Regions from separate parts of the Capsicum annuum genome. Here region 2 is linked to region 1. Evidence: chromatin contacts called from public Hi-C data. All regions are on one chromosome and are shown on one strand. Each heading gives the region's core, a stretch centred on a gene start, on an enhancer-like site or on the middle of the called end of the contact. The rest is flanking DNA. Distances are from core to core; before and after follow the strand shown.

Evidence for each region. Hi-C and Micro-C count contacts between places; a contact is called where the count stands out from the background.
Region 2: a contact with region 1 is called in a Hi-C map of leaf, with 2.7 times the contacts expected there. The contact joins two enhancer-like sites. A contact is called at or near these places in 3 of 5 Hi-C or Micro-C datasets (leaf and placenta).

The regions. Positions count from the first base shown.
Region 1 is chr6:50,401,021-50,406,689 of UCD10Xv1.1, forward strand. LOC107873396 reads left to right here. Exons shown (of 6, transcript XR_007056415.1): 5 at 2,327-3,112; 6 at 3,882-4,580. Among protein-coding and RNA genes, the nearest start is that of LOC107873396, 14 kb to the left of the region's middle. Within about 2 kb of position 4,226, at least 3 of the 5 cell types and tissues checked have an H3K27ac peak or open chromatin away from gene starts, as enhancers often do. A contact at or near this core is called in leaf, where this site is marked.
Region 2 is chr6:50,596,457-50,601,658 of UCD10Xv1.1, forward strand. It overlaps the pseudogene LOC107873398. Among protein-coding and RNA genes, the nearest start is that of LOC124899247, 180 kb to the right of the region's middle. Within about 2 kb of position 3,860, at least 4 of the 5 cell types and tissues checked have an H3K27ac peak or open chromatin away from gene starts, as enhancers often do. A contact at or near this core is called in leaf, where this site is marked.

The DNA.
Region 1 (5,669 bases), core at 2,976-5,475:
GCATTCCATTCTCACCCCTTCTAAAGGATGTCTCTCAATTGGCTGAAGAATTTTGATTTTTAGCGGGCCCTACAGGCCCCAATAAAACCTACATTACTATGTACACCAAGTGGAAACCTCCTGCGCAAGTAAACTACGTGCTCAATACTGACTGAGCTGCCGAGGGTTCATCTATAAATCAATACCAATTCGGTGTAGGTGGCGTCTTCAGAAATTATAGGGGAGAATGGGTATTAGGCTTTCATGGTAATTACACTGCTACGGATGCTCTGGAAGGAGAAACCCATGCCTTATTACTAGGACTCCAACTAGCCCGCCAAAACAACCTCCTTCCTCTGAAAATTGGAATAGATTCTCAACAACTAGTTCGGTTACTTGATCCTAATGCAGATTCTAACTCTACTTTGATATCTGATTGCAAGTACCTCCTGGGCGTACTGGATAGTCTCCTGCTACACCACTTCTTCAGAGAGTAGAATCAGTTAGCTGATGGATTAGCTAGATTATCTAGTACAACCTCTACTACTACGTTGTTTTGGACTCCACCACAGTCACTTCGTGATATTTTGTATGCAAATATAAATGGAGTATTATCAATTAGGAGGGTGAAAACTGTCTGTTCACCCGAGTGGGTGCTATATTAGTTCTATGCAGGATATAAATAGGGCTTCTACTACTATAATTGTGACCGGATCACAACAAGGCTTGTAAATATATTTTGTGTTATAAATAAAACCTCGCTTGTTTACCAAAAAAAAAAAAAAGAAATCTGTCCTCATTTTAGGAAGTTCCTGAAAGCCACTTTTCATTTTCTTGAACAAACTTTCCACTTCCTTTTACACCTTTGTGGCTCCTTTTTTCACACTGCTTTTGGTTACTCTTAAACAAACGGCACTTTCCCTGATTGTGATTCTATTTATCACAAAGAGATACCTATAATCATTTTCATCGTCTATAGAAGGAAAAATAATATTGATTAAAAAAAAAGGTTTTTCCCGAAGTTCAAAAGAGCAAAACCTGGAATGAAGTGAATCTGAAATTGATTCCTTTTAGTAACTTTTAATTCTATCTAGAGAAAATACCCTATTTCACCGTTGAACTATATCCGAAATAGCTGAGACACACCTCAACTTAACGGGGATTTTATTACCTCTAAACTAATTAAAAGTGTAATTTTGGCACTATTAGTGCCTACATGACACATACGTGGCACACACGTGTGCCTACGTGGACCCTTCAGTGTGTTGTGCCACGTAGGCACTAAGGGTGTCAAAATTACACTTTTAATTAGTTCAGAGGGGTAATAGGACCCCGGTTAAATTGAAGTGTATCTCAGCCAATATAGTTCAAGGATGAAATAGAACATTTTCTCTTTTATATATATTAGAAAAGGTAGTTTCAATGCTTTCAGTCAATGATTTAAAAAATAAGGGTAGTTTAGTCATTTAAGTTCATTAAACTTATAAGTAGTACTAGAGGAGCATGGCCCGTGTTAGCACGGCCAAACATTAAGATATTTATTTATCTTTCCAATTTTGATATATTTAAATTAAAATTTTTTAATAAAAGTATGCCTATGTTTTTTAGGATTCATCCGGAATCTAGCATGAGTTTAACATATGTTATTTTAATATGTATTTAGATAATTTAAGTTAACTATTGTAATTTATAATATTTTTATGTAATTTTCAAATTAATATACGTTACTTTTCTTGTCCAAATTTTCGTGGCATTGATAGTCAATTATATTTTAAAAATAATTTAATTTTTTAATTATTGTAATTTATAATACTTTTCTTTTATTCCAATTTTATTGACACTAATATAATTTTAAGAGTCGATCAAATATTTTATATCTTTTAAATTTTTTAAGTTGTTAATTATTGTGATTTCTAGTATTTTTCATGTAATTTTTTTTGAAATATATAACATATTAAATTGTTTTTAGATAGTTTAAGTTGTTAACTATTGTAATTTATAATACTTTTTATGTAATTTTTGAATAATATATGCTACTCTCCTTATCCAGAGTTTTGTGTCGACGATAGCCAATTATATTTATTTAAATAATTTAAATTTTTGATAATTGTGATTTATAATATTTTTTCTATTTCAACTTATGTGCACAATGCTTAAATGACCATAATAATCAATTAGGGGTGATATAGTAAAATGTAATTATTATTTATTATTTATTATTTTTATTATGTGTATGTGTTGATTTAAGAAGAATTTGGAAACATTTAGAAATGTGTTGAATGTTACAAATGTTAATAATTCATTTGGTGCTTCTTGATTTTTCTACATTTATCTCGTGTGTTATCAGGAGTTTGGCATGATTCGTAGTGGAGCTGATCATTCAGTGTTTTATCGCCATTCTGAACCAAATCTGTGTATTTATTTGGTGGTTTATGTTGATGATATTGTTATCACCGGCAATGATCAAGATGGTATCACCAACTTGAAGCAACATCTCTTTCAGCATTTCCAGACTAAAAACCTTGGCAGATTGAAATACTTTCTAGGTATTGAGGTTGCTTAGTCCAGCTCAGGTATTGTTATTTTTCAACGCAAGTATGCTTTAGACATTCTTGAGGAAACAGGAATGATGAGATGTCGATCCATTGACACTCTTATGGATCCAAATGCTAAACTTTTGCTAGGACAGGGGGAGCTACTCAGTGATCCTGAAAGGTAAAGACAGTTGGTTGGAAAGTTGAATTATCTCACAGTGACTAGACCTGACATCTCTTTTCCTATGAGTGTTGTAAGTCAGTTTATGACTCCCCCTGTGATAGTTATTGGGATGTAGTTGTTCGAATTTTGCGATATATAAAGTCATCTTCAGGTAAAAGAATACTCTTCGAGGATCGAGACCATGAACATATCATTGGATATACAGATGCTGATTGGGCAGGATCACCCTCTGATAGACGTTCTACATCTGGATATTGTGTTTTAGTAGGAGGTAATTTGGTGTCCTGAAAGAGTAAGAAACAGAGTGTGGTTGCTCGATATAGTGCCGAAGCAGAATATCGAGCCACGACTGCAGCAACTTGCGAGCTGGTTTGGATCAAATAATTGCTGAGAGAATTAAAATTTGGAGAAACTGGTAAGATGGAACTTGTATGTGATAATCAAACAGCTATTCATATTGCATCTAATCTAGTGTTCCATGAGAGGACCAAACACTTAAAGATTGATTGTCACTTTGTCGGAGAAAAGATACTCTCGGGAGATATTGTTACAAAATTTGTGAAGTCGAGTGATCAACTTGCAGATATCTTCACCAAGTCCCTCACCAGTCCTTGTATTAATTACATTTATAATAAGTTTGGTACATATGACTTGTATGCACCAGCTTGAGGGGAGTGTTAGAATATGAATAGGAATAACATATTGAATTCTACTTAGGAAGGGATTGTAATGTAGTGTTCTATTAGGAATAAGATTGGAATGTAGTGTCTATAAATAGGGTCTCAATCTAATAATTTAGATACAACAATTCAATAATATTTTCCCTCATATTTTTCACAGCATAGACAATGAACACACAAAAAATAGAGCCAAAGTATACCTCCTAAAACTAAATAGTAATCTGCTGATATGAGTTTCTCACCTGTCATATCATAACCGTGATTGCTAAATACCCATATCTTTCCATTACAGTCGTGGACTGCCTGAGACATCTTCAATCTTGTTATATTTATTGATTATTCTACAATGTTGAAAAGGTTCTACTACAGTTACAAAAGCAAATTTATGAAAATTATGCAATATTTGTACCTCTTTGAAAAGCTTTTTGTGACTTTATCGATCTTATATTTCATATGAAGGCTTTCAACATTTAGACCCTTGCTTAGTAACCACCTTCCTTTTAGGTTGGACCCTGACAGAAAGAAGTGAATCACTATTCCCTTGTTTTTCACTTTTCCTTGCTGATTTGGTTGCCTGTATAACTCTTGGAGAAAGGTCACCATCTCTGAATATTTGATCTTCATTATCCTTTACTTATTCTTCCTCACTCTCTGATGTTTTTTTATCTATTTCAGGAGCATGGGTTATTGTGCTATGCAAAATCTTATTAAGAGATTCAATTTGTTGCAGCCTTATTTGCGTGTCATCAACTTGCACTGCTGCGGACATCTCCATAATAACTAAGTTCTCTGACCTTTGAATTTGCTTATATGAATCTTTAGTAAAAAACCCTACCTACTGCTATACATGTAGGAAATTTCTCCTGATTGCTAGTCTGTAACTGGCATCCTGCAGATATTTTCGGATCTGCTTTTGGCTGATTTCCAGCCATTTATGGACTTCATTCATCTTCCATTGTTATCAAATTATTATGGGAATCTCCATGGGCATCATATTTAAAATGGTTCTTCAACCTGCACTTCTGTGATCATCTCCACGCTGCTCATTATTTGATCAGCTTCAGCTATTTATTTAGGCTTCCTATCACCTCTTCCTTTTATTGGTGGTTGTAAATGGTAAAATGGCTGATTAAATCATTCTTTGGTGGACTGTTGTTGTACTTCGGAATTGTTTATATGTTTTTCTTTTATTGGTTGTTGCTATTGGTTGCCCCCTCCTTCCGCCCCTTTTTTCTTTACTCTGGGGGGTTGTTTGTCAGAGGCATTTGCCTCACGTGAGGTAAATTCACCATCTGCCTTAGCATCCTCCTCATTTAGGGCATCAAATTTATTAGTGGTGTTGATAGCCTTGCCAGGCATTACAGCCTTACCATTGAACATCACATCAACAATTGTCATTTAAAATTTGAATTGAAAAACAAGTATTATAAATTATAATATTTAAAATTTTAAATTATTTTAATAATTAATTATTTAAATTCTATTTATGTCACATACATTGAGATAAAAGAATAATATATAACACAAACTCGTCGATATCTAGTTTTAATATAAAAGAGGAAAAGGATGGCGGGGACCTTTGATAGAAGCTACCAAAATGGACAATAGTCGAGGAAGACTTTGAAAAATAGACAGGAAAGGAAGTGCTGACATTCTATTCTATAAAGGATATTATTAAGATATTGGAAATCTCTTACTGATCTAAGAAAAATTAATATCAATCATTTATGTAAGCACAAGGGGCATCTGGCCCGTGTTTGCATCGGCTCAATATGAAGATATTTTGAGTATTTTAAATTAAATAAAAGTTTAAAAATATAGATTGCATATGCATTCTAATATTTATTCGGGATCTAGTATGGATTTAATATATATATTTTTTTCTCAATTTATACGACACAAATAGAATTTCGATAATCAATCATATTTTTAAGATGTTTTTAGATATTTTAAGTTGTTAACTATTGTAATTTATAAAAAAAAATTAATGTAATTTGTAAATAATATATGTTGTCTTTTTGTCCAAACTTTTGTGGCATTAATAGTTAATAACGTTTTTAAAATAATTCAAGATTTTCTATTGTGATTTATAATACTTTTCTTTTATTCCATTTTAAGTGGCAGTGATAAAATTTTGAAAGTCAACCAAATATTTTATATTTTAAAATTTTTTTAAGTTGTTAAATATTGTGATTTATAATAATTTTTACATATTGTTTTGAAGTATATAAAAGATTAATTTTTTTTAGATATTTTAAACTATTAATTATTATAATTTATAATACATTTTAG
Region 2 (5,202 bases), core at 2,610-5,109, 200 kb after region 1:
CCAATGAAGTACACATGGCTTACGTGACTTATAATAACTAATTAGAAGCCACATAACAAAATTATTATAAAAAAATAGTTGTATAATAATTAATTAATGATGGTACAGTAGAATTACAATTGAAATAGTTAAAACAGTCATAAATGTTATTTTACTTTTTTCTAATTAAATATAATTAATTTTTTAATATGTAAATGACTTATAATATTCAATTTGAAATATAATAATTAATTAGAAATAATATAGTAAAATTACAATTGAAACAGCTGAAGCAGATAGTCATAAATGTCTATTTTAATTTTTTATTAAATATTATTAATTTTTTAATACGTAAATGACTTATAATAATTAATTAGGGGTGATATAGTAAAACTACAGTTGAAACAGTTGAAGCAGGCATGTCGACCTCGTGCTTGCTTTGCCGATACAGAAAAATTACGATTGAAGAAGCCGAAACAGTCATAAATGTCTATTTTACCTTTTTCTAATTAAATATTATTAATTTTATAGTACGTAAATGACTTATAATATTTAATTAGGGATACAATAATTAATTAGGGGCGATATAGTAAAATTACGGTTAAAGTGCTGAAACAGACATGTCATAAATGTCTATTTTAAATTTTTATTAAATATTATGAATTTTCGAATACATAAATGACTTATAATAATTAATTAGGAGTGATATAGTAAAATTACAATTGAAGCAGCTGAAGCAGGCATGTCGACCTCCTATCTGCTTCAGCTGCTTAATTCGCTCTTATAATATAAGAGAATATATAGTCAAACTAAAGACAAAACTTAATAAACATACAAATTACTTTCGTCGAGAATATATTTTACGTAAATAAATGTGTCCTTCCTCTAATGATTTAGACTTTTAGAAAAAATTGCCACACTCTTCAACATGACATTAGAACAGACCAAGTTCATCTGTTTGAGTCTCAATATCATCATAATCAAAAAGAATTTTCACATATTTGATTCATGATATTAGTTCGTATGAGAAGGTAGAAAATATTTAAGTAATTAGAAGTTTCATGAAAAGCAATGAAAGGGGTTGTTAGAGAAACTTCCAACTTATTTCTCTTATATAGAAGTGACAGTGAGTAGGCAGGAGATCGTCGTCATGTATGCTTGCCATTATTTTACCTGCTTGTTTCGTGATTTTATTATATCATTCCTAATTAATTATTATATGTCATTTATGTATTAGAAAAATTAATAATATTTAGTTAAGAAAATAAAATAAATATTTATGACATATCTGTTTCAGCTATTTCAACCGTAATTTTACTATATCACTCCTAATTGATTATTATAAGCCATCCAAGTATTAAAAAATTAATAATATTTAATGTTAAATTAACTTGACGTCTTATATGAGTCTCACCTAATTTTTTTATACAAGTACTTTTATAGTAACTTTGTTATATAACTTCTAATTAGTTATTATAAGTCATTTAAACATGTCTACTTTGTTGTTTCTGACCATCTAAGTATTGCGTCACTTAAATTAGAATATAGGAAAAAAAATTATAAATCACAAAAATAAGATAATTAAATTATTTTTAAAAATGTAATAAGCTATCAATGCCACAAAAATTGAACAAGGAGAGTAATTTATATTATTTGAAAATTATATAAGAGCATTATACATTATAGTAGTTAACAACTTAAAATATCTAAAACATAATTAATAATCACAATAATTAACAAATTAAAAAATTTAAAAGATATAAAATCTCAAAATTATATTAGTGTCACTTAAATTAGAATAGAAAAAAAAATAATTATAAATTTCAATAATTAAAAACTTAAATATTTTTAAAACATAATTGATTCTCAATACCTCAAGAATTTGGACAAGGATAATAACATGTATTATTTGAAAATTATATAAAAGATATTCTAAAATACAAAAATTAACTAATTTAAAATATTATATTATATATTTGATAATTACTATTTGAAAAGTAATATAAATCACAATAATTAATAACTGTAAATATTTTAAATATATATATATATATATATATATATATATATATATATATATATATATATATATAAATTATTGTCTCTCGAAATTATATAGGTATCATATTAACAACTTAATATATTTTTATATATATTTCGTTAATCTAAATCTATATATATATCTATAATCTATATCTATAGTCTATTAAAAGTGTGAAGACCCTTAGAAAAGTGATTTGAACTATTTGTCCTTCATTAAAATACTTCGCAATAGACAAAATTGTCTTTTCACTTTTTTCTAAAAAATAATTATCATTAAATTATTATTCAAATATTTAGGATAGAGGAAAAAAAAAAAAAGAATTCCATATCTAAAAGGAACTAAATATAGTGTGTAAGTTTTTTGGTTAGAAGTTCTGCATAATATTTTTGGGAAAAAACCTATTCATGGAAAAAAAAAATTAAGAACCAAATTTTAGTTTTAAGTTTTCTAATTAAATTAAGTAAACCCTAAACGGATGTAAAAATATTTCTTTTGTAAAAATATTTACTATTAAATATTAAATAGTAATCCGTTTAGCCCATATTTACTATTTTTTATGTAAAAATATTTCTTTCTTTTCTATACATAGTTTTTTTTTTTAAATCAAAGTTGGGGCAATAATGGTAAGTACGTGTAGTACTATTTATTAGGTTAAAAAATTTCCTTTTTTTAAAAGTTTGTTTAACCAAAATAGAAAGGAAAAAATATATTTTATTTAGGTGAAAAAATTATAACATTTAACACTTTTAAATCACTTAGAAGTTTACCATATATAAAAAAAGAAATGTTGATAATTCTATTTAAGTATTTATTTGATCAAATTTTATTAGAAAAATATGTATAGTTCTTTTACTATATTTTCTTCTTATTCTTCTTATTTTTGTTTTGATTTTGATTGATAATTAATTAAAGGTCGCTTCTTGGATTCTTTAGGATTTTCTAGCATTCTTCATTATATGAATTCTCTTTTAAATTTTTGTTGTATACAATTATCTTAATTGTGAATAAATCATGAGATTTAGCATATCATAGTTATGTTTATTAATGCACTTTAATGGTTGTTTTTTTTTTTTTTTTTTTAGTACAGGCTCTAATGATTATCTCACATACAAAAGATGATCAAATTGAATTCTCTTTTAAATTTTTGTTGCATACAATTTTCTTAATTGTGAATAAATAATGAGATTTAGCATATCGTGATTATGTTTATTAATGGACTTTAATGGTTGTTCTTTTTTTTTTTTTTTTTTTTTTTACAGAATCGCACATATAAAATATGATCAAATAGTATTTTCAGAGGTAATTTTAATCAAATAGTATGTAACTTTTAAGCATATTTTTTCATTCAATGTAATAGTTCAAATTGGGACATACCTTCTTTCTGTTATCTGTTTTTTTTTTTTTTCGTTGTTCAAACAATAATTATTTTTACAGATAGATGAAAAGCTTAATATTTGTCAAATGATACTAGGAGTATAATAGGCATGCTGATTTCTATAAATACAATTAGATCTAAATAAAATATTAATAGAATTATTACACGTTTTGGTAATAATATACATTACGATACGCGTCGTATATATATAATAAAACAATAGTAAAAAATTTTAGTACTAATTTTATCTTAATTTCTTATGACATATCATTTTAATATCAATTGTTACATTTTAAAATATTATTCTTCTACTTTTAATATATGTCTAGCTAAAATTTATCCAACCTAGAATTTCCAAGGATTGGGTCCGTGGGTGCACGGCTTAGCCAACTGGTCTTCATATAAGGAAGGAGAAGTTTAACTGAAGGAGAGTTTAGAGAAGTTGATATAAGAGATCTTGGATTTGTGGAGAAGAGGAATATCTTAGAGGGACTTGTCAAAATTGCACAGGAAGACAATGAGAAGTTCTTGTCAAAGCTCAAACAACGAATTGACAGGTAAAATGTTTTATCTATAGTGTGATTTTCGACATTTCAGACTTAAGATTCTATCATATAAAATATTTTAATATCCGTTCGCTTATAAAACTGTCGTAGATACTGAAGTACAGTACCTATCCTGGATTAATGATCTTTTTTTAAGTAGTGTCATTTGACATATGGGATATTCTTAGCTCAATGAGTTCTTGGTTTTTCCTGTGCTTTTTGAGTGATGACAGAGTTGGTCTTCATTTTCCAAGAATAGAAGTACACTTCGATAAATTGAGTGTAGATGCAGAGACTTATATTGAACCTCACAATTAACATTTTATAAGAGGTTATTTTGGCCTTTTATCAAGCATAAATGGTATTAAAGATATATGTCATTAGTTCAGGCAAAGTGTTGATCATTCTGTTACTCTACAAAGGGTTTCTTGAATTCTCTTCATAGTCTTCCAAATAGAAAGAGACTGTTGCCAATTCTTCATGAGGTCTGAGGAATCGTCAAGCCAGGAAGGTGAGAGACAGTTTGGCAAGAATTGTCATTCTCAAAACAATTTGAAATATCCTCTTTGTTCATAATCTTTCGTTGTGATTATGCAGCATGACACTGCTTTTAGGCCCTCCAGGTTCCGTAAAACAACATTGCTGTTAGCTTTGGCTGGGAAACTAGATAGAGATCTTAAAGTAAGAAACATAAGTCATATACAGACTAGAAATTTAATTCAGGTAATGTTGAATTTTATGCCGATGACTTAATGCATTTTTGAAGAGACTCGTGAAGGAGTTAATGATAAGTTGGAGGTTTGATGACAGATCCTAGGGTTTGTTAATGATAAGTTAATGATAAGTTTGTCAACCTTGATGAGAAATGACTCGATGTTATTGATTTGTTTGTCCAACAGGCAGCTTCAATAGAATGGAAGGAAGCTAGTGGTGTAACCGACCATTATTCTCAAGGTAAGATGTCATTTCCTGAATTTACAAGTTTAATGAAGAAATCTTTCCTGGATTATATTGTTCCGTACTTTAAACTGTGCAGGTATTGGGACTTGATATCTACACTGATACCCTTGTTGGAGATGAAATGTTTTGAGGCATTTTAGGCGGACAGAAAAAGTGTGTTAGCAGGTTAGTAATTAATGGTTGAGGGAATAAATTATTGTACTTGAGGTTCTAAAAATTTGATGATAACTTATTATATAAAAAGGAAGAAGATGGTTGGACCAGCTAGTGCATTCATGGATAATATTATCAACTGGCTT